Regions from separate parts of the Mus musculus genome. Here regions 2, 3, 4, 5, 6 and 7 are each linked to region 1. The links are chromatin contacts, called in public HiChIP or PLAC-seq, Micro-C, capture Hi-C and promoter capture Hi-C maps. All regions are on one chromosome and are shown on one strand. Each heading gives the region's core, a stretch centred on a gene start, on an enhancer-like site or on the middle of the called end of the contact. The rest is flanking DNA. Distances are from core to core; before and after follow the strand shown.

What was found. Promoter capture Hi-C pulls out the DNA fragments that hold promoters and counts their contacts. A called contact is a pair of places that touch in the nucleus more often than the background predicts. HiChIP or PLAC-seq counts read pairs in DNA pulled down with a chosen protein or histone mark. Capture Hi-C pulls out chosen DNA fragments and counts their contacts.
Region 2: an H3K27ac HiChIP or PLAC-seq map of large pre-B cells shows a contact between it and region 1, with 6 times the contacts expected there. The contact joins the enhancer-like site here to the promoter of Clec4g in region 1. A contact is called at or near these places in 5 of 39 promoter capture datasets (the C10 cell line, cranial neural crest, embryonic stem cells and 2 more), 1 of 484 Hi-C or Micro-C datasets (the HPC-7 cell line), 3 of 115 datasets of contacts at active chromatin or transcription factors (double positive thymocytes, extraembryonic endoderm stem cells and large pre-B cells) and 1 of 9 other capture datasets (embryonic stem cells).
Region 3: a contact with region 1 is called in a Micro-C map of embryonic stem cells, with 2.8 times the contacts expected there. The contact joins the enhancer-like site here to the promoter of Clec4g in region 1. A contact is called at or near these places in 4 of 39 promoter capture datasets (the C10 cell line, embryonic stem cells, hippocampal neurons and 1 more), 9 of 484 Hi-C or Micro-C datasets (the G1E-ER4 cell line, embryonic stem cells, group 2 innate lymphoid cells and 2 more) and 1 of 115 datasets of contacts at active chromatin or transcription factors (large pre-B cells).
Region 4: a capture Hi-C map of embryonic stem cells shows a contact between it and region 1, with 3 times the contacts expected there. The contact joins the promoter of Cers4 here to the promoter of Clec4g in region 1. A contact is called at or near these places in 12 of 39 promoter capture datasets (the C10 cell line, the HPC-7 cell line, HPC-7-derived erythroid cells and 6 more), 1 of 484 Hi-C or Micro-C datasets (embryonic stem cells), 2 of 115 datasets of contacts at active chromatin or transcription factors (embryonic stem cells and stem cell-derived neural progenitor cells) and 2 of 9 other capture datasets (embryonic stem cells and liver).
Region 5: a promoter capture Hi-C map of hippocampal neurons shows a contact between it and region 1, with 2.3 times the contacts expected there. The contact joins the promoter of Ccl25 here to the promoter of Clec4g in region 1. A contact is called at or near these places in 4 of 39 promoter capture datasets (the C10 cell line, cranial neural crest, hippocampal neurons and 1 more), 1 of 484 Hi-C or Micro-C datasets (Th2 cells), 2 of 115 datasets of contacts at active chromatin or transcription factors (embryonic stem cells and large pre-B cells) and 1 of 9 other capture datasets (liver).
Region 6: a contact with region 1 is called in a promoter capture Hi-C map of the HPC-7 cell line. The contact joins the promoter of Elavl1 here to the promoter of Clec4g in region 1. A contact is called at or near these places in 8 of 39 promoter capture datasets (the C10 cell line, the HPC-7 cell line, cranial neural crest and 4 more), 2 of 484 Hi-C or Micro-C datasets (the HPC-7 cell line and LSK cells), 5 of 115 datasets of contacts at active chromatin or transcription factors (the 230-238 cell line, the SCID.adh cell line, embryonic stem cells and 1 more) and 1 of 9 other capture datasets (liver).
Region 7: an H3K4me3 HiChIP or PLAC-seq map of pro-B cells shows a contact between it and region 1, with 2.7 times the contacts expected there. The contact joins the promoter of Timm44 here to the promoter of Clec4g in region 1. A contact is called at or near these places in 4 of 39 promoter capture datasets (embryonic stem cells, liver, neutrophils and 1 more), 3 of 484 Hi-C or Micro-C datasets (B cells, Sertoli cells and uterus), 4 of 115 datasets of contacts at active chromatin or transcription factors (bone marrow-derived macrophages, embryonic stem cells, large pre-B cells and 1 more) and 1 of 9 other capture datasets (liver).

What each region holds. Positions count from the first base shown.
Region 1 is chr8:3,718,728-3,722,654 of GRCm38.p6, reverse strand. Clec4g (C-type lectin domain family 4, member g) reads left to right here and starts at 2,004. Exons shown (of 9, transcript NM_029465.3): 1 at 2,004-2,064; 2 at 3,069-3,179; 3 at 3,834-3,887. The coding sequence starts at 2,010. It overlaps Gm16553 (a long non-coding RNA gene), which reads right to left. Exons shown (of 5, transcript XR_003947358.1): 4 at 3,747-3,871.
Region 2 is chr8:4,677,011-4,680,937 of GRCm38.p6, reverse strand. Gm6410 (a long non-coding RNA gene) reads right to left here. Exons shown (of 2, transcript XR_378684.4): 1 at 2,372-3,927. Among named protein-coding and RNA genes, the nearest start is that of Gm6410, 4.1 kb to the right of the region's middle. Within about 2 kb of position 2,272, at least 411 of the 459 cell types and tissues checked have an H3K27ac peak or open chromatin away from gene starts, as enhancers often do. A contact at or near this core is called in the HPC-7 cell line, double positive thymocytes, extraembryonic endoderm stem cells and 2 more, where this site is marked.
Region 3 is chr8:4,510,814-4,514,740 of GRCm38.p6, reverse strand. The region is part of intron 1 of Cers4 (ceramide synthase 4); the gene reads right to left. Among named protein-coding and RNA genes, the nearest start is that of Cers4, 19 kb to the right of the region's middle. Within about 2 kb of position 2,315, at least 83 of the 459 cell types and tissues checked have an H3K27ac peak or open chromatin away from gene starts, as enhancers often do. A contact at or near this core is called in embryonic stem cells and group 2 innate lymphoid cells, where this site is marked.
Region 4 is chr8:4,491,112-4,495,038 of GRCm38.p6, reverse strand. It overlaps Cers4 (ceramide synthase 4), which reads right to left and starts at 1,634. Exons shown (of 11, transcript NM_026058.4): 1 at 1,449-1,634.
Region 5 is chr8:4,347,730-4,351,656 of GRCm38.p6, reverse strand. Ccl25 (chemokine (C-C motif) ligand 25) reads right to left here and starts at 2,069. Exons shown (of 6, transcript NM_009138.3): 1 at 2,002-2,069; 2 at 1,763-1,885. The coding sequence starts at 1,835.
Region 6 is chr8:4,323,350-4,327,276 of GRCm38.p6, reverse strand. It overlaps Elavl1 (ELAV (embryonic lethal, abnormal vision)-like 1 (Hu antigen R)), which reads left to right and starts at 2,177. Exons shown (of 6, transcript NM_010485.3): 1 at 2,177-2,391. It also overlaps a transcript of Ccl25 not described here.
Region 7 is chr8:4,274,259-4,278,185 of GRCm38.p6, reverse strand. It overlaps Timm44 (translocase of inner mitochondrial membrane 44), which reads left to right and starts at 2,281. Exons shown (of 13, transcript NM_011592.2): 1 at 2,281-2,343. The coding sequence starts at 2,299.

The DNA.
Region 1 (3,927 bases), core at 755-3,254:
AGCGACCCGGAAGGAATCTACAGAGAGTCCTGACTCTCGGGTTAGAGGATGAATACAAGTTGTTTGAGACCTTGGACAGGGCACCCCAGGAACTAGACTGGTGATTCTAGGCCTTTCCCCAGGCCTAGCCTGAGATGGCAGGGATGGGGAGGGCCACCAACCAGTCCCCTATCCATATGGAGCTCAGAGCCCAAGCCTCCCTGGTGTCTGTGTGCCAATATCCTATATTGAGGGAGGCCCAGAACGGAATCCGGCCCCACATTACCAGGCTCCTGGAACAAGGGATCTTATGGAAATGCCAATGGGCTTGGAATACTCCCGTCCTGCCTGTGAAAAAACCTGGGACCCAAGACTGAGGAGGACTATCCAGAGGTGACTAAACTCCTCTTAGAGGAGCTGAGAGGCTTAAGATACAGAGCCTCAGCCACGAAGGCCCAAATCTGCCAGAGAAAAGTAAGTTATCTGGGCTACCTGCTGAAGGACAGCGGGTTCTGCTCTCCAATGCTGGCTCATAGAGACCATCCTGGACACGGACTTTGAGACCAGCCTATATTACTTAGCCTTTAAGAGACCCTGTTTCCACATGAAACTCAAGAAGAAGAAAGACCAAAGTGTGGATACTTTGTTCCTTCTTAGAATGGGGAACAAGATACCCATGGAAGGAATCACAGAGACAAAGTTCGGAGCTGAGATAGAAGGAAGGACCATCCAGAGACTGCCCCACCCAGGGATCCATCCCATAAACAACCACCAAACCCAGACACTATTGCATATGCCAGCAAGATTTTGTTGGCAGGACCCTGATATAGTTGTCTCTTGTGAGGCTATGCCAGTGTCTGGCAAATTCAGAAGTGGATGCTCACAGTCATCTATTGGATGGAACGCAGGGCCCCCAATGAAGGAGCTAGAGAAAGTACCCAAGGGACTAAAGGGGTCTGCAACACTCTAGGAGGAACAACAATATGAATTAACCAGTACCCCCAGAGCTCGTGTCCCTAGCTGCATATGTAGCAGAGGATGGCCTAGTCGGCCATCATTGGGAGGACAGGCCCTTGGTCTTTCGAAAATTATATGCCCCAGTACAGGGGAATGCCAGGGCCAGGAAGCAGGAGTGGGTGGGTTGGAGAACAGGGCAGAGGGAGGGTATAGGGGACTTTTAGAGAGGAAACTAGGAAAGGGGATAGCATTTGAAATGTAAATGAAGAAAATATCCAATAAAAAATGTAACTTCAAATATATCACATTGCTTTAGGTAGTAATTACATAATTTAACAAAGGGAACCTTACAATAAACTTTTAAAAGCTTTAAAAAAGAGAGAGAGACCCTGTTTCCAAAAAAAAAAAAAGGTGGATGGGGGTCACCATGACAGCTCAATGAATAAAGGAGCTTGCTGCCAAGTTTGGCAATTTGGCTTTGATCCCAGAATCCACATGGTGTAGAGAGAAAACCAATTCTCACACGTTGTCAGGTGAATGTACATTAGAGGGATCTCTAATCCTATGCAAGAACCCAAAACACACAATATAACTAAATAAATGCAATATTTAAAAGATAAATGGTGCCTGGGTAACAACACTCCAATCTGTCCTCTGACCTCCACAATCACACACATACATACATTTACACAGAGAGAGACAGAAGGTTGAGAACCACTGGTATAAACCAAACACATATCTTCTTGGCACTGTGTGTATACATTATGTATGTCTCCTATCTGTGCATGGGTGCTGTGTTCCTGGTCTATGCCTCCATAGACACCAAAAGATGAGTCGTCACACCTTCTGTGCAGGAAACACAGCTACAATGATCAAGCCACAGAGGTTTGATCTGCCCCTCACAGTCCTAGCCTTGCCCAGCACTGCGACTGACCATTAGCTGGCTTCCTACACAAAAGTATTGAGGCCACCGACATGGAAAGGAAGGAAGGGAGGGAGGGAGGGAGATAGGATAGGGCTAGGGTGGAGACTTAAATTTATATCTCTGTCCAGGGCTGGACGCCACCACCACCATGAACACTGGTGAATACAACAAGCTGGGCAGTGCAATTGAAGAGGTCTCCAGAGGTAGGAGAAAGAGAATCACCCCATCGTCCTCCATGGGTTCTTCTGTTCTAATGTTTGCAGTTTGGGAGGGCTGGGGAGAAGAAACGGCAAAACCATACAGGAGACACCACTGTATGGACAGAACTGTGGAATGGTGGTGCCCGCAGCACAGGCATGGGGACATCACATCCTGGAGTGAGGACTTCCCAGGGTCCTAAGGGCTGGGTCCTGGGTCCTGGACTGAGAAACAGCATCACCCAAGTCTCCCCCAGAAAACCTGTGTGGGGACAGGTATCACTCCAGCCACAGACACCTTGTTACATAGATTCTGGTTACACTGGCATAAGAATTCTAAGACTGCTAAATATGCAGCTGGAGCCATGGGTCCCTCCATGTGAACTCTTTGGTTGATGGTTTAGTCCCTGGGAGCTCTGGAGGGTCTGGTTGGTTTATATTGTTGTTCTTCCTATGGGGTTGCAAACCCCTTCAGCTCCTTCTTCAGTCCTTCCTCTAACTCCTCCATCGGGATCCCCATGCTCAGTTCCGTGGTTGGCTGCAAGCATCAGCCTCTGTATTTGTCAGGCTCTGGCAGAGCCTCTCAGGAGACAGCTATTTCAAGCTCCTGTCAGCAAGCACTTCTTGGCATCTGCAATAGTGTCTGGGTTTGGTGGCTGCATATGGTAGTCTCTGGATGGCCTTTCTTTCAGTCTGTGTTCCACCTGTGAAGGCTCAGTGCCCCAATGTAGGGGAAGTCTAGGGTGGTGAGGTGGGAGTGGGCAGGTGGGTATGGGAGCACCCTCATAGAAGCAGTGGGGGGTGGAATGAGATGGGAGTTTGTGGAGGGAAACCCAGGAAGGGGGATAATATTTGAAATGTAAAAAAATAAAATAGCCAATTAAAGACTTTTTTAATTTTTAAAATTAAATTTAAAAAAATTCTAACTATGTTGTGTGGTGGTAGGAGGGTACTTAAGCTGTCTGTACCTCTGTCCTGGAGAGAGCCAGAATTTATCTGTGTTCTACTAGGGCAATTGGGACGTTGGGAGTGCTACAAACAAAGACTTTTCTTCCTGGTCTTGGCTCTGCTGGTGGCCACAGTTCTATGGGCTCTCATTCTGAGCACCCTACTGTCCAGTGGTGAGTGATGTATTTTCATGTGTACATGTCTGTGTCTGAGGGTATGCCGCGGGTGTACAAGTGCCCACAGTGGGTAGATGGCATCAGATCCCCTACAGCTGGAGTTGGAGACACTTGTGAGCCATTGCATGTGGGTGCGAGTGCTAAGAACCAAACTCAGGTTCTCTGGAACAGCATCTCTGAACCATCGCTCCACCGGAGTGATCCCTTTACAGGGACAAGTTATGCTGCCTGGCAGGTAAGGCACAAACTTGCTTCCTATGCGGTGCACCACATGGGGTCCTGGATAGCAATGAGTATAAACCATGGTTCCCATGGGTTTCACCAGGTTTGCCTGAGACATCGGAAATCATATGGATTGTATGATATGATTTTTATGTTATGAATGGAAATTCAAAACAGCAAAAAAATTAAAGTTATAAAGTAACAACGAAAATAATTTTATGGTTAGAGGTCACCACAACATAAACTATATTAAAGGGCCACCGCATTAGGAAGGTTGAGGACCACTGGTGCTTGGCACTGTATTATGCATTTTGTATGTCTCCTGTCCATACCCGGACATACCTGTGCCTCCGTGGATAACAACGTACGTGTCCTCACACACTCTGAGCAGGCGGAGGCTTCACAACTCATGCTTGCATCTCTCTGCAGCCTCCAGCAAGCTCAGGGTGCTGCTCAGCCACCAGGACCTGCTGAGGACAAATGGTGCGTGAGGAGCTGCAGCGCAGGGCGGCAGCGCACCCTT
Region 2 (3,927 bases), core at 1,023-3,522, 960 kb before region 1:
TCTCTCTCTCTCTCTCTCACACACACACACACACACACACAGACGCGCGCGCTATTCTCTTGCTCTCTCTTTTGTTCTCTTTCTCCCAAATGCCTCATGAAGAGATAGGATAGGGGTTAGGGTTGGGGTTAGGGTTAGGGTTAGGGCTAAGGTTAGGTCAGGGTTAGTGGTTAGGGTTAGGGGTTAGGGAATAGGGTTGGGTTTAGGGTTTAGGGCTTAGGGTTAGGGTTAAGGGAGGGCCTTTTTTAAAAATTATTTTTTCCCAGCTCTCTCTTGCTCTGGTCACTCACTCACTCACTCTCTCTCTCTAGCTGGTTTGCTGTGGTTTCTATCCCTGCTGGGAGGGAGGGAGGGAGGGAGGGAGGGAGGAAGGAAGCCCAAACTCTTCTGCACTGACTGGCTTCCTTCCTTCCTTCCCTGCTTCCATCCTTCCTTCCTTCTTTTTTTTTTTTTTTAAATTTATTTTAGGTGTGAGGAGGGCACTGTACGCAGATCCCGTGACAGAGGACAGTTGAATTCCAATCCCAGTTGTCCCTTCTTTTCTTATTTTTATTCTTTTTCTTTTTTTTCCTTCTTTTTCTTTTCCTTTTGGCCTTTTTATATATATGTAAATGTATGTATAAATGTATATGTAAATGATATGTAATTGTATATGCAACTGATATGTGTATGTAAATGCACATATGAATAAATTTGCAAATATTCAAATGAGATTTAGATGTGTGGGCGGTGCCTAATTCTGGTGGGCATGGCATTAGAAGGAATGGGCATGGCTGGGTGCAGAGGGTGTGGCCTGAGTGTGGTGAAACTGGCCTAAAGAATTATGGGTGGGCGTGGTCTGGATAGGATTGGTGTGGCATTAGGAAGTATGGGTGTGTCCTGACCAATTGAGGGCATTGTTGTTGAATAGTGGGAGTAGACTGAAGATCTGTGGGTGTTTTCTGTAGTGGAAGTGTCCTAAAGGAGTATGGGCATGGTCTGAGAGTAGTGGGTGTGCCCTGAAGGAGGATGGGCGTGGTCTCAGAGTAGTGTGCTTGGCCTAAAGGAGGGTGGGCATGTTCTGAAGCTGCATGGGCATGGCCTAAATGAGGGTGGGCGTGGCATTTGAAAGCATGGGCATGAATATCATTTGCATATTTGCTTATTCACATATGCATTTACATGTACACTTGCGTGCACATTGCATATACAATTACATATCATTTGTATGTGCATTTATAAATACATTTACATATATGAAAAGACCAAAAGACAACTGGGATAATTCCCACAGTGACTCGCAACTGAGGATAGCCACGTGGGTAGGGTGTCCTCCTCAAACCTAACATGAAGAAACAAAAAAAAGATTCAGAAGTCAGCCAGTCCTTCTCAGTGACTATGTAAATGTCTATGTAAATTTGTGGATGTGTCCTCGCTGTCTATGTAAATGTCTATGTGTATTTGTGGTTGTGTTCTGAGTAACTATGTAAATGTCTACATAAATATCTCTGTAAATTTGTGGGCATGTTCTCAGTGTCTATGTAAATGTCTATGTGGGCGGGCCTACCAATGTGTGGGCAGGCCTAAAGATGTGTGGGAGTGGCCTAAAGATGTCTGGGCGGGCCCAAAGATGTTATGGAGTGGCCTAAAAGTGTCTGGGCGGGCCTAATTTGAGGTGTGTTCTGTCTCTGTAAATTTGGGGGCGTGTTCTAACTGTCTATGTAAATGTATATGTAAATTTGGGGGCGTGTTCTGACTATGTAAGTGTCCTAAAGATGTGTGAGAGGAGCCTGAGTGTAGTGGGAGGATCCTAAGGATGTGTGGGAGGGGCCTGAATGTAGTGGGAAGGTCCTAAAGATGTGTGGGAGTGTCCTAAAATGTGTGGGAGGGGCCTGAGTATAGTGGGCGGGTCCTAAAGATGTGTGGGAGTGTCATAAAGACGTGTGGGAGGGGCCTGAGTGTAGTGAGAGGGTCCTAAAGATGTGTAGGAGTGGCCTAAAAAAGTGTGGTAGGGGCCTGAGTGTAGTGGGAGGGCCTAAAGATGTGTGGGAGGGGGCTGAGTGTACTGGGAGGGCCTAACGTTGTGTGGGAGGGGCCTGAGTATAGTGGAAGTGTCCAAAAGATGTGAGTGTCCTAAAGATGTGTGTGAGTTGCCTAAGGATGTGTGGAAGAGGCATAAAGCCCTGTGGGCATAGCCTGAGTGTTGTGGGCGGGGCCTAAAGTCCTGTAGTAGTGGCCTGAGAGTATTGGGCAGGGCATGAAGCTGTGTAGGCTTGGCCTGAGTGTAATGGGTGTGGCTTGAGTGTAGTGGGAACAGCATTAAAGCCGTGTGGGCGTGATCTAGGTGTAGTGGGTGTGACATAAAGACGTGTCGGCAGCGGCTGTGACCTACCACGTCACGGCGGCTGTGGGAACGGAGGCGTCTGACTGACATTGGGGTCACCGAGCGACCGGGGCGCATGGGTCGCGGCAGTTACCGTTGGGACGGGGAAACCCCGGCCTCGGCGTCAAAGTCTACGTCAGTGGGCGTGGCAGTGCGCGCACACCTCGATGATGCCGGCTCTGACGTCACAGGAGTCAGAACGCGGAAGCGGGCTCAGGAACCGAATTCACTGTCTGTCTTCAGCTGAGGCGGAATTTACAGCAGGTGTAAGAGTGAGGCAGGGGGATTCCTGTGAGTAAGGAAGGAACTGAGGCAGGGGGATGACCGTGACTGCACGGACCTGAGACAACAGGAGAGAGACTTCCGGTACGCAGCAGGAAGCCCCGCCCGCTTGGCCTTGACTGAGGCAGGGGCTTGCGCTTTATTTTTCTTTTCTCAATATATAAACAAACGCAGTGATGTAGCCGCCCCCTCCGCCTGTCAATCACCGTCTCCGCCCACTGAGCTGTGCTCGCCAATCAGAGAAAAACCTCGCGGGGCTCAGAGGACCCAAACCCGGGACTGGGACAGAATTACGACTCCTAGCATGCCTAGGGGCTACCGCCACCTCACTTCCTGTGGCAAACAGGAGATCCCGCGCGAGGAGGGAAGTAACTACAACTCCCAGCATGCACTAGAATTATTGAACCATAACTTTCTGCGCCAGACAGGATGTGCCTCCGGCCCGGACAGGAAGTCCGATCGGTCTGCTGCGGCCGCAGGGGTTGATGGGAGATGCAGTCCAGTCAGGAAGCTTCGCCTCATGCGTGCCCCGTCCTGCTCGCTGTTTCCGGTCGTACCGAATGGCACCGTGACTGACGGCACGGAGAGGCTTCCAGTGGGCGGCGGGAGCCCCTCTGCGGCGGCGGCTGAGGAGCGAAGCGGGAGCGGGAAACGGAATCACTGTCTGCAGCTGAGGCACGGGGCGGGGGATGACAGCGGGTGTGAGAGTGAGGCAGGGGGATTCCCGTGAATAAAGGAGCTGAGGCAAGGCCATGACAGCAACTGCACTGACATGAGATGGTAGGAAGCCCCGCCCGCTGGCCAGTGACTGACGGCACGGGTTTCCAATCCCCGGTCATTGAACGGCAGGGGGGGCGTGTCGAGGCGGAGAAACCGCGGAACGGAGGAATATTCGAGGACGGGGAATCTGCGCATGCACTGCTGCGCCGGCGGGCTAGAGGACCGGAAGTCCAGGCTGCGGTTCCGCTACCACGCGAATTCTCATGCCACCCATACATTCAACATTTGGTCTCTGTCCCTAAATCACATAACATACAGCAGACACATCTGCTGTTCAATGTTAAGCTACTTTGCAAGCATGGTGGGTTTATATTTTTAATTTTATTATTTTGGATTTTGTTGTTCGAGATAAAAATTTCTCTGTGAAACCCTTTCTGACCTGTTAGTAGGTACAGACACATCAGCCACCTATCATGTTTTTGTACGATAAGCATATGCTTTTGTGCTAAGGAAGCTTCTTAAGAATACCATCTTGTTTAAGATTTACATGAGGAAAAAGGAAT
Region 3 (3,927 bases), core at 1,066-3,565, 790 kb before region 1:
TGGAGCTGGTAAGGCATGTCCTTGTGGCTGTGTCTTGCCTGAGGCCTTCTTCTATTGCTTTCTTCTGCTTCCTGGACACCATGTCTCAAACTGTTCTACCCCACTACACCCGCCCCACCATGGTATAATGACACTCAAGTAGTAACCCAGAATAAATCTTTTTTTCCCCTTAAATTGTTTATGATACATGCTTTGTCACAGTGGTGAGATTGCTTAACTGAGGTTTGAAATATGCTTGCATGATCTTGGTTTTGGTTTCTTGTGGGGATCAAGGTCACCACCCTTGGCTACATAGTGAGTTTGAGGCCATCCTGGGCTATACAAGACCCTAAATAAAAAGAAAAATCAAATTCACATGGCAGGAAAGAAATAATAAATCAATAACGAGAACTGTAAGTGTCACTCAGTAGCCACTTGCCTAGAACACAGGAGGATCAAGTTTAATCCTCAGCACCCTCTCCCCTCCTCCATTTTCAAAACACAAAAGCATTTCAGATGCACACTAGCACGTACTGTTGTCTACACAAAATGCTATCAACATAAAATTCAAAATTAGGCCAAATAAATGTATGCTGCTGAGGTTGGTTGGCTTCCTGTGGCTACTCTTGCAAACTGGTTGTCTGGCAGTTCTATATATAGGTCAATAGTTCTAAATGGATCTCACTGGGCTCAAATCACGTTGCTAAGCTGGTCTCCTCTAGAGGCTCCTGGGAGAATATGAATATTGCCTTTTCCAGCAACAAAACTCAAAATTCTACATCTGGGCTATGCCCCCAGCTCCTGACTCAGGGATTCTAAGCAGTCACTCTTGAGGAAGTAAGATGAAGGGCTTCAGGGTTCCTCAGTTTCCATTTTCTCCTTTGAAACTCAGCTCCATATCCTCACATCTCATATATCCAGTCTGAAATATGAGTACAACAGATATGTACTTTACTGGGGAATGGAGTGGAGGTGAGAACAGGAGGTTCCATCCTGGCTGGTTTAATTCCTGGCTCAGTCATTTACCAGTTATGTAACCTTGGGAGCAGATGCCTTGCTCTCTCTGTGACTCAGTTTTCCCATCTGTAACTGGGATCCACAATAGTTCATTCCTAATAAGTGGCTGGAAATGACGCCTACAGCCGTGTGAGAACAGTGCCAGTAATGATTTGGGGGAGGGAAGTGGTCCGAGAAAGACTGAGGGGTCACTGGTATGTGGCAGCTTCTGGATGATGCTTTGTGTGGTGAGTGGTTTATGCGTACATGGGCAAGTCCACGAGCTCTGCATGTACATGTGGAGCCCAGAGGTAGACCCTAGGTATCTTCCTAAATTGTTTCCCACTTTATTTTTTTGAGCCAGGTTCTCTCACTGTACCTATAGTTTACAAGCTGGCTGGAATGCCCAGTGAGTACCCAGGATCCCCCTGTCTCTAATCCCCAGCACTGGAATCAGAAGCATTTCTGTGAGTGTCTTCTTGCTTGCAGAGCAAAGGTGCCACGAGGCAGTGGGTGCTTTTCTTCTTCATGCTCCACTCCTCAGGTCCCCACACTCCCAGTTCTGAGAGTGGAACCCAGAACCAGGCTAGGCAAATGCTCTCCAATAACACATACACCCAGCCCCACACTGGTAGATTCTAGACAGACAATCTACTTTTGAGCCACAACCCCAGTCCTATGATGGCACTCTACCACGAAGACATGACCCTTGCCCCTCACTGGGGGATTCTAGAAAGGGTCTTTTCCACTGAGTCACACTCCCAGATCCACAATGGTAGATTCTAAGCCTGTGCTCTACTGCTGAACCATCCCCCCTCCCAGCCTCTTATTAAGAGGAGCCTAGGGAGGTCCAGCCCTCCTGGTGGGTTCTAGGTAAGGATGCGCCATACAATTCCAGCTCCTTACTGGAAGATGCTAGAAATATATTGCGTCTGCAGTGCCGGGATAGGTCCCATGGCCCGTCAGATGCTAGCCAAGCACTCACCAGTGAGCCACCCCCACCACATCCCCCAGCACCTGGTTTTCAAAGTCAGGGTCTCCCAGAATATCCTGGCATTCAAAATCCTCCTGCCTCTGCCTCCCCAGTTCTGGGATGGAAAATGTGCATCACCACCAGTTTTCTAGGTGATTCCTAGGCAGTTCTCAGCCTGGAAACCCTCCTGACCTCTATTGTCCTTCCCTTAAATTCTATGCCTTGTGCTCAAGTTGGGTTAGGCCAGAGCAGCCTACAGGGCAATGAATGTGAGCGAGGTCAAGCAAAGAGTCAGTGTAGGTTGCTGCGCCAACATGTCCGGTCTCGACCTTTATTATCCTCAAGGCCCTCCTACCCCTGTGTTTCTCCCTTCTCCCTCAGCTTGCCAGCTCTTTGAAGCCCGGCTGGCTCCTCTCCCAGCCAGGCCCCTCCACCTGGAACTCAGCTGATAATCCCTCTTACTGACTAAAAATATCCCTCGAGGAGAGAGACCAGGGCTTTGTGCTAAGGGGCCCAGCATAGGGACCAGCTAAGCTGAAGGGAAGAGAGAGGCAGGGAGGAAGGGAGAAAAGAAAGGCGAGGGGAGTGGAGAAAGAGCTAAATATCCTACCCTGCCCTGCCTACGGTGGGGGTTGGGGACTGCTGTGTGTTTAAGTTTGATCCTAGCTGTTCGGAAAGTCCTGTTGTAACCAGCCTAACAGGGATAAACTCACTCTAAACAAACACTTTGGGCCCCTCACTTTGGCTATCAGAGTATTGAAACAATGAGCCCCAAGAAACTGGAATTTCCCCCCACCCTCAACCCCAGCCCCAACCCCCAGGAATCTCCAGCTGGGAGAGAAGAAAGTCTAAAGCCTGGGCCAACAGAGGAGAACTTTCTCCAGGAATGAGGTTTACACTTTGCCAACAACTTGTCAGACCACCTCGCTGAAGACAGGAAACCCAGACAGCACTGGACGGGACCACACCTTGACTGAGATGGCTTAGACATCCATAATTCTGGCCTCTACTTAACTCTTCACCTCCCTTTAGGACCCCAAACACAGTTTTGGGAGAGTCTCTAAATTTCTTTGTCCCACTTCACAATGTAGCCACACTGAGTAAATCTGCTTTTCACTGTTAATTTGGCTGTTCTAATTGACATATGGGGAATAAGTTGCCAATTCTGGCTTGTTGGAGCACAGGCTGTCACCACAAATCCTATCACACCAGTACCCCTCATCAACCACCAGAACTTTGCAGGGAGCAGGAACTGCTTTGTTTTGTTTTCTGTCTTTCTGAAAACAAGATTATGGGAAAGTAAATCAATCAAGACCTCCCTGACACATTTCCTGGGGAGGCCCATTCCTGCCTGGGCTCACCTGATTCCTGCAGGTAGAGGCCTAGAACTAAACACATCAGGGGCTCTACAAGATGAGGGGAGTGTTTTCAGATTGCTAAAGCCAGTCCTGCACTGGACTCCTAGCTGTCCTTTCCAAGTGACCCTGGCTCCCCCCAGGGCAACCAGCAAGTGCTGATGACCAGACAGACTGAAGGTCCAGAATACATCTCACAAAGATCTCAAGGAAGGCCCTAAGTCTAAGACTCTGCCTTGCCCCACCCCCTCAGAGGTTGCCATGTTTCTGCCCTCCACACTTGAACCCTGATCACCCCCTCCCAATTCAATTCTCAATGAGGCAGCTTGTTGAGTACTTTACCCAGGACCTCGGTAAGTGGGAGCGCTTGTCCCCAACCTTCCTCTAGGTGGAGGAGAGAGCCAACTACTTACTGCAAGTTGTAGTTGCAGTGTCACATGTGTGTACACATGCACACATACGCTTGTAAAAATTGTTTTAAGTGTCAATGCTAGGAGCTGGGTGTGGCACACATCTGTAGTCATAGCCCTTGGAAAGCATAGGAGGAAAAATGCAAGTTCTAGGTCAGCAGCTTGGCCTATAAAGGACCAGGCTATGGCTCGATTGGTAGAGTGATTACCCAGC
Region 4 (3,927 bases), core at 385-2,884, 770 kb before region 1:
AGTTCCAGGACAGCCAGGGCTATACAGAGAAACCCTGTCTCGGCAAAAAAAAAAAAAAAAAAAGAAAAGAAAAGAAAAGAAAAGAAAAAGTTAGTGAGGTGGTCTCAAAATAAAACCTAAGGACTAAGCTGGTGCTAGCTCAGTCAGTACAGCGCTTGCTATGCAAGTATGACAACCTCCAGGTTCAGTTAAGAGACCTGTCTCAGGAACTAATATGGAGAGTGAGAGAGGAAGGCATAAGAAGTCAATCTCTGGCCTCCACACACACATAGATGCACACACACATGCATACACACATTGACACCACAAGTTAGTGTACACACACACACACGTACACACACACACACACACACACACACACACACACACACGAAGGAAGGAAGGAAGCAACCAAAGTGCTGCAGCGGCAAAGTGCTTGTCTAGCATGAGGCCCTAGATTCAACCTAGCCCTTCCCCCAAATAAAATAAGGCCCCTTCCAAATTCTCAGAAGACCACCTCGGAAAGCTTCACACAGACCTTCCTCACATCTCACTTCCAAACAAGCATGAAACACAATTCTTGGGGGGAAACACAGAATTTCTAACTTACCTCTTATCACTTCACGCACCTTCCATCAGGGGTCCAGCCAGACGTCCAGGTTGCCCTGGTGTCTTTTCAACTTTCCCAGCATAGGGCAGGGTCTTCCTCTCAAGACACAATCAGATGGCTGTTGCTTGCTGCCTTAAACATCCCTTGTACACACAGCCCGGAGGATGGAGCTGTGGGCTCCTCATTGTCTTCCAAGCCCTGGTCAACCACTCCCTACCTCCTTTCTTCCCTGTATACACTCCAGCCTCTTTTCTGGTCTGCAAATACACCAGCCTGGCCATTTCCCTAGGATTTTGTGGCCTGGGCCCAGAAAGCTCTCCATAGCAGGTGCCCTCATGACAGGCTGCCCCTTTCCCTCAGACACCATAGGCTTCCTCACAACACTTCAACCTCCTTCCTCCAGGATTTGGATAGTGCTCTACACACTCCCTTGTTTCCCAGAGGCTGGGTCTACGTGGTTCCCGAATCTCTGTGTCTGCGGCCTTCGGCCTTCGCCTGTCGGGTCGGTAGCACCCAGCAGGCGCTCCGTACAAATTCTCTAGTGACAGACATTCCTGTGGCGCAGTGCCTGTTCACATGTCCGGATTCCCCACGTCACGACAACCCCCATTCTCTCCCGCGCGTTTTCTATTCATGTCCACCACCTGCACCTGCTCCATGGGGGCACCACAGCTCTCAGATCAGAATGCAACCTGATCCCCGACCAGATGGGAAACTCTGAGAAATACCTTGTCGGAGAAATGATGGGAAACTAAATGACTGTTTTGGCTCCGAGCCGGACTGCTCTTAGCCCTGGAGGAGAGGAATGTTTCGAGGGTATCTACTAGGGCGGCGCCCCCAGAGAGGGGTGATTGCTTACCTGGAGGTTCAGAAAGCAAGATGCAGGCCGAGGCGGTGCGGAGATCAGCTAATCCGAAGATGCCTTAGACAAGCCGCAGACCGCTCTGGGCCGAGAAACTCCTCGCTACAGAGCCTCCACCCGCGAGGGAGGAAATAGGACCGGAGGGGGCCTCCGGGAGGAGTTTGATGGGGCCTTGGGCGTGGTCTGAGCAGGGGAAAAGGGCGTGGCTTCAGTGCGGTCGGGCCCAGTGGGCCAAAGAACCGCTTGGTCCAAAACCCTGAGTCCTAAACTGCCCAACCGGCGGCCTGGCCTCGCCCCCACGCCACCAGGCCCCTCCCTAGACCCCCACCTTATAGTCGTTTGTCTCCTCCAGACCCCGCCCTGAGCCCCTAATCCTGCACCTTGGGACCCTCCCTCCAGCCTCGCCCTAGACTATTACCAGCTCCTTCAGTTTCCAGGCCCCGCCCACAGCCCCCTACCCGCCGCCGCCACCAGGACCCGCCCCCAACTCCACTCAACCTCTGGTCTGCTACTCCTCACCCCAATCCCTGCTTTCAGCCTCTTCCTCTAACTGGCAAGGCCTGGTCCCCAGCCCAGTCCAGCCTTATCAGGCCCCGCCCCGACCGGAGGCTGTTGTGGGCACCTGGCCTTTCTCCAGCCATGCTGTAGGTTTCTGCAGAGCATATCTCTGACGTTTTAACCCAGCAGCGTCTACTAGGCACTCTCTCTGGATCTTGTTTTCCAGTTCTAGGTCTCTTCTTTGTGATGCTCTGGCTTGTCTTTCTGCCTGCACTCTGTTTCTCAGATGCACTGCTAGGCTCTGCAAAGGAAGCTTGGATCGTTCTGCAGGCCTCAGCACCCCAGGGCATCAGTACTTGGAGTCGGTCAGACCAACCTAGAGGATTGCTGGGCCTGGGCCCACCAAGAAGCTGTCCACAGGATTGAAAAGGAGAAGGGAGATTACATTAATATGTCGGCTATGGTTTTGTGAGGTGCAAAGATCAGGCAAGATCTGAGAGATTAAGCTGAGATACAAGTCAGAGTGGGTGATAGCTGTTTCCACTGTTTGACCTAGGATAATGCAGGAGGATGTTGGCCTCTCCTTGCCTAGTACAACCAGAGGAAAGACAATTCTAGGGCAAGCAGTTAGAAGAGACTTCTAATAACTTGTCATCTTTGTAAAAGAGAATATAATATAAGGACATCAAGCCTAGCTCAGAAGGTAGACTGCTTGTCTAGTATACAGGTGTCCCTGAGTTTGATAAGCCAAGGGTGATATATAGACCAGATGCCAATGTGAAAGAGGAAAGTCACACAGGGTATTCCCAAGCACTTAGACCATGGGAGCCACTTATCTTGATAGTGACATGGAAATACAAGCCAGAGGTCCACAGAGAAGTGGAGGATTTGAGTGTACAAGGGTCATGGAGAAATGTTCAGTGGAAGTTACAACCAAAGTTGGATGGCTGAAGAAGAGTGGGGTGTCAGCTTTTTACTTGCATGCCTAGGCCTGCTCCACAGTCTGGAAGTAGTTGGGTGTCCTTGGAAGAAGCTACTTCTGGCTCTCTGAAGCCGAGTAAATTAACAGATTACAAGAAACCTCAGCTGACAAGGCAAGTCAGCAAGTAAAACTGTCTGTCACCAAGCCTGACAACCTGAGTTCAATAGCCAGGACATGGGAGTAGAAGAGAAGCAACTCCCAAAAGCCTTTTGACTTCTGGGTAGAGGTATGACTCATTTTGGACTTGGGTTGCATGAGAGGAGCATTATGGAAGATAGAGGAGTTTGTCGTTCTGGAAAGCATGACCCAGGGGTGGTCAATAGAAGGAAGATGGTATACCCAAAAGATTTAAAAGGCAGACAAAAGATCTAAAGACAGGGTTTAGAGAGACAGAGGAAGCTGTGCCTGGCTGGCATGAGATAATAGACTTCTAAGCTAGTGGATGCAGTATGTATCGTCTGGTGGATGCAGTATGTATCGTCTGGTGGATGCAGCATGTATCATCTGGTGGATGCAGCTTGTATCGTCTGGTGGATACAATATGTATCGTCTGGTGGATGCAGTATGTATCGTCTGGTGGATGCAGCATGTATCGTCTGGTGGATGCAATATGTATCCTCTGGTGGATGCAGTATGTATCGTCTGGTGGATGCAGCATGTATGTCTGGTGGATGCAGTATGTATCATCTGGTGGATGCAGCTTGTATCGTCTGGTGGATGCAGCATGTATCGTCTGGTGGATACAATATGTATCGTCTGGTGGATACAGTATGTATTGTCTGGTGGATGCAGTATGTATCGTCTGGGAAGGGGACCCTAACTAAGGCTGGACCTCAAGCCTGAGAAATCGAGGCTCCCATGCTTTCTCTTGCAGATTTTCTTTTGTTGCTTTTCAGTTATTTTTCATTGTTATTTTTATTTTTTGAGACAGAATCTCTTATATTTCAAGCTGGTCTCAAAATCCCTATGTTCCTGAGGATGGTTTTGACCTTCTAA
Region 5 (3,927 bases), core at 820-3,319, 630 kb before region 1:
CAAGGCTATACAGGAAAACCCTGTCAAAATTTTTTTTAATTAAAAAAATTTAAAGGCCACATGTGTGGCACATGCCTTTCATTTCAGCACTCAGGAGGATCTCTAAGCATTTGAGACTAGCCTGGTCTACATAGTGAGTTCCTGGACAGTGAGTTACACATAGTGAGAAAGCTCTTGCCACCAAGCCTGATAACCTGAGTTTGACCCCATGGATCCACAGAGTGAAAGGAAAGACTTTGCAAATTATCTCCACATGGGCACTGTGCATACTGATCCACACACACGCGCACACAATAAATAAATAAATGTAAGTTGGATAAAAATATAAACAGGTTATTCAACTTTCCTGACCATCTCAGCTCCAGGTATGAGTCAGCTTGTCCCCATGTTGAATTAACTTAAATCCCTTTTCCTCTCTATACTCATCTCAGTGGCTGCTAAACTGACCTAGCCATTCTTTGCCGATTCCCCTGTTAGTCTAACAAGAGCTTAAAGATTTCTTCTTGGTACCAAAGAGCCATACAACACAGACATGAATTAGACCTAATGCTCAGGAGTATCTCAACCTGGTAGGGAAGCCAAAAATGTTATCTACATGAAAGAAGGTGCACTGGAGCTGGAGGAGGTGCCCAAGGAGGAGGAGATGATCCTAGAAAGTTCTGAGGAGAGAAGCAAATGAATAAAGAAAGTTGGCAAGACAGTGGGTTCCTCGATCTGAGGACAAGTAGAGCCTAGTAGAGGTTCAGGGACAGAGTTCATCCTCCTTGCCATTGCTCCACCTTGGCTCTTGAGGACAAGGGGCAGTGGTGTCAGATAAGAAATGGGACTTCAGGGATCCCTGACAGGTGTTTTCCAACACTGGGGGCCATTTTTCTCCCAGGATCAAAGGGCAGAGGTTGGGAGTGGCCCAGATAGCAGAATGGGAAAAAAAAAAAAGCCAAGCTTGGCTTTCTATGGGTACGGTGGAAGCTTGAAGGTGCACGACCTGTCTGTAGAAGAGCAGGCAAGGCAAAAGCAGGGATCCTGGTCCTCAACCTGGCCTGGGATTTTGCCTTGACACCTGCTGGGACTTCACAGTTTTTTCTGAGATGAAGCACCCAGTGACAGGACTCTTGGGGGATGCTTCATGCCCCTGAGAACTGGCCTTGGGTAACTGAATCCTCCAGTACCTGCTTTCCAGGAGGCCAAGAAAGAAGACAAAGATGGTTCCCTGACCACAGGGCTGGGAATCCTGTTGCAGCTGAGAGTATTTTGCAGTTCATTGGATCCTTAAATTTTCATTCCTGCTTAGCAGATGGGGACACTGAGTCCCACACAGAATAATCTTAGCCCCTTGCCTAGATTACACAGGGAGGAAAGGCAGGGAATGCAGTCTGGAGAGTCTTCAGGGTTCTGAGCTTAACTTCACATCCCCTAACTAGGCAGAAGAAGGGCATCAAAATGCATTTCTGGCTAAGTGAATTTCTCCTCAATTGGAATCCACCCTCAGGTTCCTGCAGCCCCTAAACCTCTTGAGTCTTGCAAAGGAAGCACTTCAGAATGAAAGTGAGGGATCTGGGAGTAAGTAGCTGGGGACACTTCATCTCTACCCATCTACCTCCAGTAGTACCAGGAATTCTTGTTATGCCCAACCTCCCAAGAGACACTGAAGAGTTCAAAGGATACAGAATACAGGGAGACTTCAACAAGTGGAGAAGGACAAGTGAGAAGAGAAAGCAATATGCCCAAACCGGGGCAAGGTAGGTATAGCTAAGGACAATACCTTGGGCATGGACAACCGGCATCCAGGCCCCAACAAAACAGGCAACCAGGCAGGCAAAAAGCCACAGTTTCATAGTGAAGGTTAGATCTCCTCTCCAGATACCTGAAGGTTTAAGGGGGCCACCTATAAAAGTGGAAGGAAAGACATCAGTATCTCAAGCCACCCCTGGAACTCTCTGAAAGAGAGGCAGATGGCAAAGGACTTGCTCTAGCCTCTGCTGTAGTCAGAAAAAGACTCACCAATGCCTTTCTGGTCCTGAGAGCTGGTGCCTGCTTGTAGCGTGTATTGCCTATGGGATCAGTGAACTGGCTTCATTCTTTATAGTCAGAGCCCCACCCTGCAGTGACCTGCCCCCTCTCTTCTCTCCCTCCCTCCTCCTGCTCCTCCTCTCTACCAGCTCTGTGAGACTTGGGACTTCTCTCTCCTTCAGATAGACCAAGTCCTATTTTACATCTGTCTCTGCAGGTTACCTGCCCCATGAACCTTGAGGCACTTTATGCAGCCAGGCCTCTCAATCAGTATCCCCTCCCAATACCTTATTATGTGAGGTCCAATACTGTCCGCAGCCCTCTCCCTTACAAGCTTTTTATTCCATCTCCTCACGGATCTTTTTATAGTTAGCTGCGTTTAAAAGTTTTATTATTTCTAATTTTTATTATTATTTTGTACATGAGAACAGGGCACACATAAATCATGGCGTATCTGTGGGGTCAGAGGACAACAATCTATTCTTTCCTTCCACCTTGTGGGTCTTGGGGATGAAACAAAGGTCATCTGATTTGGTGGCAGGTGCCTTTACTCACTGAGCCACGGAGCCATCTTGCCTTTTCTTGCTCTCTTGCTCTGTCCTGGCCTTAACACGTTTTCCTGAAATTTCATAATTTCTTTCTTTTTCTTTTCCTGTTTGTTTGTTTGTTTGTTTTTGTTGTTTGTTTTTTTTGAGACAGACTTTCTTTGCGTAACAGAGCCCTGGCTGTCCTGGACTCACTTTGTAGACCAGGTTTGTCTTGAACTCACAGAGATCCGACTGCCTCTGCCTCTGCCTCCCAAGTGCTGGACCATAATGTTATTTTTTAGTTGCTGAATAAAATTCCAGTTGCTGGCCCACTTTTAAAATTGTATTTATTTGGGAGGCTGGGGACATGAGAACCATGGTGATCTGGGGGCAACTTTGCAGAGTCAGTGGAGCTTGGAATCAAAGTAAGGTCATCAAGTTTTGCAGCAAACTCCTTCAGCCAGCTCCCGGTCTGGAAAGGTACACTTTCAGTGGGGCAGTGAGTGATACGGAATGAAAGCCATTCTAACAAAACTGTTTGTAACCACAACACTGGAAAGAAAGTAATGTTCTGGTTTGGAATGTGAAGCCAGGATCCAGGTGACAGCGTCTGTTGTCTGCAGGAAGCAAAACAAGATTCATTTTGAAAGCATTTCTTCTTTCCTTTGGTTAACTTGACCCTCTGGGGGATAGGGGCAAAGTGTTTAGGAAGATGGGGCGGGGCTGGACGGGGCGGGGAGGAGGAACGGGGAGGCCTGCCACAAGAACTCACAACTAACCGCTTTTAACTTTTCATCACTCGCATCCGCAGCTAGCGACACGTCCTTTCTCTGGGTATTCCTCACACTCCGAACCTCCTGTTGTATTTAATTCTACTTAGTCGGGGTCTTTTGCCCTCTCCCACCCCCTACCCCACTCCGCGGGGCAGTGGAGGGTGCTGGCCGGCTGCAGGTGAGTGAAGCTTAAGGCCCCCCAGGATGATTAGAGCTTAGAGTTCCACACACCAGAGCAAGTCATAAAGCTTTGGTCTGTGTTTGGAGAATAGCACCAGGGGGCGAGTTTTGAGGAATGGCACCTGAGGATGAATCTTGATGGTGTAGATTTGAGTAGTTTTGGTGGGTAGAACTTTACAGCCAGTTTTCAAATGAGGAAGATATAAACAGAAGAGCTTATGAAACCAGGGGGTGCTTTCTGGGTGGGGCTTACTCCGAGGGTGTGGCGTGCAATCCAGCCACTGCAGCAGATGGAGTCTTCTTGTAGAGGGGATGCAAGCCCTCACCCCTACCCTTCAGATCCATGAGCTTCTCAGGTTCCTCGGCTTCTGGATCTGGGTGGGTGAGGCTGGGTTAGGACGCTGCTCAGCGTGGCTACAGGCTTGGAGACGCAGCGT
Region 6 (3,927 bases), core at 928-3,427, 600 kb before region 1:
TCACATGTAGCTGAGGCTGGTCTTGAATTTGCTACATAGTCAAGAATGAACTTCTTTTTAAAGGGAAGATTGTATTTTTATTTGTGAGTCACATATGTATATGTATGTCTGAGTGTGGCTTTGTATACATGAGTGCAGTGCCCCTGGAGGACAGAAGAGGGTGTTATATCCCTTGGTACTGCAATTAAAGTTAGTTGTGAGTCAATAGATGGGTTGATGGGAATTGAATCATGGTTCTCTGTAACACTAATCATAAATGCTGAGCCATCTTTCCATCCTGTCTATGAACTTTTGACCCTTCTACTTTATCTCTTTGTGTATGTCATGAAGACACTCAACCACCAAACTATATCCATGTCCTTCTTTTCCCTTTCCTCTTCTTTTGTGAACCTCCTTGGATGTGCTAGGAAAGTACTTTACCACTAAGCTACGCCCTTGGCCCATAAGTTAATAATTTTAAAATTTAAGTTGCCATATAGCTGACAATTTTGTGGCTTCTTTAAAGTTTTACTGTACAGAGCTGATGAAGGATGTCCCAAGCGGAATATGCTCCCCTAACGGGGCTGCCTTGTCTGCCTTAGAGAGAAGTTGTGCCTCTCCCTGTAGAGACTTGATATGCCAAGGTGAGGGGCTCCACCCTCTCAGAGGAGAAGGAGAAGGGGACCAGGAGTGGGGGCAGCAATTGGGATGTTAAGTGAATAAATATTTTTTTTTTTACAAAGGACATCGCAGGCTATAAAGATGACTCAGCTGAACAGACATTGGTTGCTGAGTGTAAACCTGAGTTCAACCCCCATATCTCTTATGACGGAAGAACTGACGCCTCCAAGTAACCCTTTGACTCTCACATAGATGGTCACACAAACACATGCATATTATAATATATACATATTATACACATATACACAAACACCATCCTTTAAAAACACGTACATACATACAAACAAATACATACATAATATAAAAATTTTGAATATAACTTTTTTTCAAATCCTGTAGAACTACTTTTAAAAGGTTACCTACACGCAGCGGCTGTGTTGCAGGCCTGTAATCCTAGAACTTGGGAGATGAAAGCAAAAGGATCATTTCACTGACATCCTTCGTTACACAGAAAGTTTAAGGCCAACCTGGATCATATGAAACATCACCCTAAACCCCAGCAATCAGGAAACAGAGGCAGGCAGATCTCTATGAGGCAATGGTCAGCGTGATTTATAAGTTCCAAGCCAGGACTACTTAGGAAGATCCCGACTAAAAGAAAACAAACACGCTAAAAAACGGTGGACAGAGGTAGAGACAATAGAGAAGTTTTCAATCAAACAGGGTGGCATATACGTTTCTGATAGCACTAGTCCAGAACAGCAGCCTCCAAAAGGCACAGGCAGTTGTTTTTCTGGTCACTGCCCGACTGCCTGGCACATAGTAGGCATTTTAAATTTCGAAGGAAGTGGGGCTGGAAAGATGGCTCAGCAATTAAGATCACTGGCTGCTTTTACAGAAGACATGGGTTCAGTAGTCGGCTCCCAAACGCAGTTAACAATAGTCCCCCGGAGGATCCGACCTTCTCTCTGACTCCCATCTGCACTACACGCATATGGTGCACAGGGTTAACATACATGCAGGCTGAACACCCATGCATACACACTAAGAAAAATCTTAAAACCAAGAAATTTTAACTTTAGATTCCCAGAGGCTGACCATGCTGACCACATCCTTTAACCCGCTTCACCAGATAACAAAACTGAGGCCCGGCTCAGTGACGTCAGCCGGTGCTCAACTGCAGGCAGACCGGAAATGTCCGGGCCGGGATTCGAATCGGGGATCCTGTCCTCCTAGCGAGGGCTCCCGATGACCAACTTGCTTTCTCTGGACGTAAGCGGCTGCACAGCCCGCATTGTGAGGATCACACGACGTGCGTTCTATAAAGAGCGCCACTCTTTGGCCTCGACGTCCAGACGGCGTCCACTGCGGGCCAGGCTCCAACTCACCCTCTCCGCGGCCATCGCCAGCCACTTCGCGACTCCACTGGGCGCCTTGGTCCACCGCGGACGACGCCGACAGGAAGTCCCGCCTACGCCGCGCGCACCCGCGTACCGCGACAGCCATGCCAACCAATGAGCGTCGCTTCTTCAAAGACACTGACCAATAGCAGAGCGCGCTGAGCAGGGGGCGTGTCTGGGCCGCGGGGCCGGGGAGCGGGTCGTGCGCGCTGAGGAGGAGCCGCAGCCGTCGCCGTCGCCGTCGCCGTCGCCGTCGCCGTCGCCGCTACCGCTACCGCTACCGCTCTGCCGCCGCCGCCGCCGCCGCCACCGCTGCCGAGGCCGTGCGGAGCCGTTATCGCCGCGCCGCCCGCCCCGGAGCAGAGTCCCGGGCCTTCCCGCCCGTGTTCAGGTGAGGCCGGAGGCTTCGGCGACTTCCGAAAGAGTAGGCCGCGCTAGGGCCTGAGCTCGCCTAGCCCCACGGGCGTCCGCCGGGCCTGCACCGGCCGAAGGCCCCAGGCCGCGGTAGGCCTGGGTATGGAGACGCGCGTGTGGGCCGCGGCTGGGCGAATGGGAACCGACTCTGTTTGATTCAGGTTGGCGACAAGCCTCCGCCGGGCCAGATTCCTCTGGGCTCCCGCGAGAGAGGCGGGAGAAGGACACAGCGTGGGCACGCGCTTTGGGGGGCCGGGCTCCGAGGCTTGGGGGGCCCCGGATAGTTGATCTCGGAGGCCCGGTGATCCGGGGGTGGAAGAGTGGAGCGAGGACCTTGGGCGCCAGAGGTCATGGCCCACAGACTTGCTCCCTCGGGAAATCCCATAGATTTCTTTTGTGGACGATTTTCTGGACACACCGCGACGAATCATGAGGTCCTTTTAGAAGTGTGCAAACCTTTCGTCTGTGTGTAGAAGTCTAGAAGAGAAAGGGGAAATTTTTTCTTTGATCGCCATCTCTAACAAAGCTGTTTTAGGGACGTTTTCATTTGTAAAATAACGTGTAAATATTAAAAAGGCAATTGCACGCTGTTGAACAATGGGTAGTGATGATGGATCTTCCCTTTCTCTTGTCTTCTGCTGCTAAAGCATGCCAAAATGGGTTTGACGCCTACTATGTGGAGAGCAGGTGGAGAACTTTTTTGCACTAGACAGAGCTTCCATTATCGGAAGTGTCCATGTGGGACACCGCTGGCCAGAGCTCTAGAAGAGGCAAGATCGGATGTTAAAGCTTTCTTAACCTCCTTGTTACAGGCAGTTAGAGTCAGATAATGGTTGGTTGGGAGGGCCTGGCTGCCCTATGCATTGCAGAAAGTTGGATAGCATGCCTGGCTTCTTCTGCCTACTGAGTATTAGCATCTCTGCCTCCTACTTCTTCCAGTTGTGAGTACCAAAAACACATTGAGGCGTTGCTAGGGTTCTTTCTCTCGTTTTTTTCCCTCCACCAAAACACATACACAGAGAGGTGAGAAATCTTTAAGCAGTCTTCCTGGAAAAGTTCTTCCAGCCCTATCCGATGATCTGGGTGAAGCACCTAAGATCTTGAATAAGCCGTATTGAAATGCCTGTGAAATAGCATGGGGAAAGTATTGTGCAGATGTAAAGATGTGAGGAAACCCCCAGTACACATGGAATATGCAGTTAAAATAATCACCAGAATCTTTCAACAATGGACCATGTGTTCATACTTCACGGGCATGTCCCCAGCCCCTAAGGTAGATGTTACAGTATCCATTTTAGAGAAGAAAGTGAAACAGGATAATCTCTTGCACTGTAGTGGCCAATGCAGGGTTTGAAAGCAAGTCCTAGATACCGCCAACATATTGAATACTGGTGTATGCAAAACTGTTGAGGTCTGGTTTTGAAAATGGTGTGAGGCTGGAGAGGCGGCTCAGTGAACAGGAGCACTTGTTACTCTTGCAGAGGACCTGTGTTCAGTTCCTCGCACCTACATG
Region 7 (3,927 bases), core at 1,032-3,531, 560 kb before region 1:
CGAGTGCTGGGATTAAAGGTGTGCGCCACCACCGTCCAGCTTTTCATATCATCTTTAAGAAGAATAATCTAATACACAAGACTGTTGCTGTCTCAAATGTTTAAGACTTAGCACCTTAGCAACTGACCATATTCTAGAGATATCACAGTGAGAAAGTCTGTGGTCCTATCTCCAGTTTTCTTCAGTGAAAGCTGCCTCTTTTTTTAAAGATTATTTTTTAATTTACTTATTATTAAGTAATTAATAAGTAAGTATTAGTGAGTACACTGTAGCTTTCTTTTAGACACACCAGAGGAGGGCATCAGATCCTATTACAGGTGGTTGTATGCCACCATGTGGTTGCTGGGATTTAAACTTGGGACCTTCGGAAGAGCAGTCAGTGCTCTTAACCGCTGAGCCATCTCACAGACCTGCCTCTTTTTTAAGGGATGAAATTTCATAAGTGCATGCTTTATTTTAGCTTCCATAGGATGGGGGCATTCTTCTATGGGATAGTCTTCCTTGTGTCCACAACCACAATTAGCACAGTCACTTTACAGTACTTTTGCTGTTGGCCATATTTTCTAAATCCAAAACAGCATGGAAGTGCCAAAATAGCAACGACCCATGCTTCTTCAAAGCAAGACGTGCCCATTTACATTGAACTAATGGAGGACTAGACCTCAGTCAGCCAGGGTTAATTTTCCTTTTCTTCTCTGGGCCAGAACTAACAGGTGTCTCCCTATATCACTTATAAGAAGAGGTTTGAGGGGCTGGAGAGATGGCTCAGCGGTTAAGAACGTCGACTTCTCTTCCAGAGCTTCTGAGTTCAATTCCCAGGAACCACATGGTGGCTCACAACCATCTGTAATGAGATCCAGTGCCCCCTTCTGGTGTGTCTGAAGATAGCAACAGTGTGCCCACATTACATGAAGTAAATTAATAAATCTTTATTTCAGGGGGAGGAGGAGGAGAGAAGAGGAAGAAGTGGTTTGAAAATCTTGCTCTGAGAGCAACTGGCAGGTCAAGGCACTGTCAGTCATTGTCAACTGTATCTAGAGTTAATCAGCCTTGTTTAGTTTCCAGTTAAATATATATTTTGTAGTTCACCCACCTACATGCCTATCTCTAACACTAACATTGTCCTGTCTCAGAGTGGAGCTGTGACTCATTTGGTAGGGTGCTTGTTTAGCATGCACAGGTTCTATGTTCCATCCCCTGCAGTGTACATAAACCTTCTGTTGTGGTGCACAACTGTGATCAGTAACATTTGGGAGGTGGAGGCAGGAGGATCAGAAGTTCAAGGTCTTCTTCAACTACATAACAAATTGGAGGCCAGCCTGGAGAGTACACACACACACACACACACACACACACACACACACACACACACACTGAGCCATAGGAGTTTTGTTTCTTTGTTTTGGGGCAATCTGTGCACCAGTTTGAATACTTCAAAGGTTTTGCCCTTTTGTAGTCTTTTTATAAATTTTTTATTTTATGTGTATGAGTCTTTTGCTTGCTGGACTACATGAGACCCTCAAAAAAAAAAAAAAATCCGTCAAACAAAACAACAAAAACCCACCATTGAGATGTGAGCTATCCCAATTCTGTACTGAATGCTCCCCAATAGGCCTTTTTGTAGTCATCTTAATTTGTTTGTTTTTGTTTTTCGAGACAGGGTTTCTCTGTGTAGCCCTGGCTGTACTGGAACTCACTTTGTAGACCAGGCTGGCCTCGAACTCAGAAATCCGCCTGCCTCTGTCTCCCAAGTCCTGGGATTAAAGGCGTGCGCCACCACACCTAGCATCATCTTAATTTTATGTGTATAGGTAGGAGTTTTGCAGCATGTATGTCTATCCTCCATGACTGGTACCCTTGGAAGTCAAAAGAGGGTTTCGGATCCCCTGAATCTGGAGTTATAGGCAGTTGTGAGCTACCATGTGCGTGCCGAGAACGGAATCCGAATTCTCTGCCAGAGCAGCCAGTGGACTTAACTGCAGAGCCATCTCTCCAGTCCTCTGTCCTTTTGTAGTTCCCACCTTACCACGGATGGTCTCACAAAAATGCTTTCCTCCCTGAGCCTCAACAAGAGGCTTACCTGTCCTAAACTCTGCCCCCTCCCAGGCTGGATCGCAGAATCCTTGATGTCTTGAAGCATAAGAGACTTGGCTCCCAGAAGACCAATCGGGTTTCTTTCTCCTCTACCTCCCTCCTCCTCCTCCCCCCGGGTTTTCCCAGGCTGGTGCTGTTCTAGGCCGGCGCAGCCGATGACGCGATCGATGAGCGACGCAGGAAGGTCACACGGGCTCTTCCAACATGGCGGCGGCAGCTCTGCGGGGTGGCTGGTGCCGCTGTCCGCGGGTGAGCAGACGTGCGGGGCTGGTAGGGCAGAAATAAGGGGTCTGGACGCTCGGCTTTTAAGATCTCCTTCTCTTCAGTCCCGGATCGCTCTCGTTTTTTCTTATGGGTTCCACGGTTGGGTTAGGGTTCGGTCATTGGGTCAGCCGAGGCTTGGGAAAGTAGCAGGAAGGCCCTGGGGCGGGAACTGATCCCCCACCCCCTCTTCCCCGAATTCAGCGGCAATGCTCGAAGCTACCCTGGAACTGGTCACCTCTCACCTGTCGGTCTGTTCCCTCGTGCACGAGGGAGTCCCTGGTGTCTGGGGAGATGATACCCCATTGAGAAAACAGCTTGATGAAAGTTTGGTTTTTTCTCTCGCTCTTTAAAGTGACATTCACTGTTCCCGTTTGAATGTCAAGTCCTCAGCGGAGAGTGTTTCCTAAATTCCACTTCTAATGATCAGCGTGAAAGTGCAGGAAGTAGTTCTTGCTCTGGATAAGAACTAGAACTCTTGACTTAGGTCAATGTCCTGTTAATACACACTCAGAATATAAATATAGTTCTTTATATTGCTATTGTTTAACCCAGTCTCATTAGGTTAAGGAACGCGAAACTTAGATTAAGCAATCTGCTCACAGACGCGGAGCTAGTAGGTTGCTGATCTGGTCCAAAGCCCAGCTCAGTATGATTCTATCGCCAATTATTAGGAGGAAGGGAAATGTAAAACAAGTTATCCCAAGAGCAAACTTCAGTAACTATAGCCATACTGGTATGCATTTGGACCTTGAGAGCTTGTTTGGAGGTTCTACCTGGGAAGAGCAGGTATATGCTTGACCAAAGAAAGATCATCCTCTTTGACTAAATGTGCAACTTTGAGAAGAACACACGTGGAGCTGGAAGGAAGGAAGGAAGGAAGGAAGGGGGAAAATGACACCAAGTAGCTAGATCATTCAAGTCAACCCTGGCAGTCAGTGCAGTGATAAATGATACAGCCTGATCCTCTTCACTTCTCAACCTATGTGAGTTTGGGATGTTAACCAGTGATTACATAGCTAGGAAAAAGTGGAGAAGAAAAGTTTGTAAAATGAAAAGTGCTTCTGTTAGGTCATTGTGTTTCAGTGGACCTGTGCTGGACTCAACTGCACACAACTACGAGTTCATCATTTGGTAGGATCAAAAAGGGTCTTTCTCATGAGGTTACTGGATTCTCTGCCCAGAGGGGCTCTGTATTTAGAACCTTTGACCAGGGCATGACAGGTCTATTCCATAGTTTTCCCTGCACCAAGAAGTTGTTGGTTTGTCTTTGAAAGTTCTCCTCTGTAGTTGTTGGAGATAGGCAGAAGTGGAGTGGGCTTCAGTAAAGATTGGGTTACACTGTCACAAATATACTGCTCTTGTGGTTTCCTGGTACCTACCCACGTTCTCCCCAGTTTCAGGTGTGGGACTAGGTCCTGGAGGTGCTGATGCAACATATTCTCTTTCTACCTAATTACAGTGGCTTCTCGGATTTTTACAAAGATTGCATATTAGCTTACAACAGGCATGAAGTTAAGGTCAGCAAATGACTCATGGTGACCCTCAGAGTTACCCTCTTTTCTGAATGGC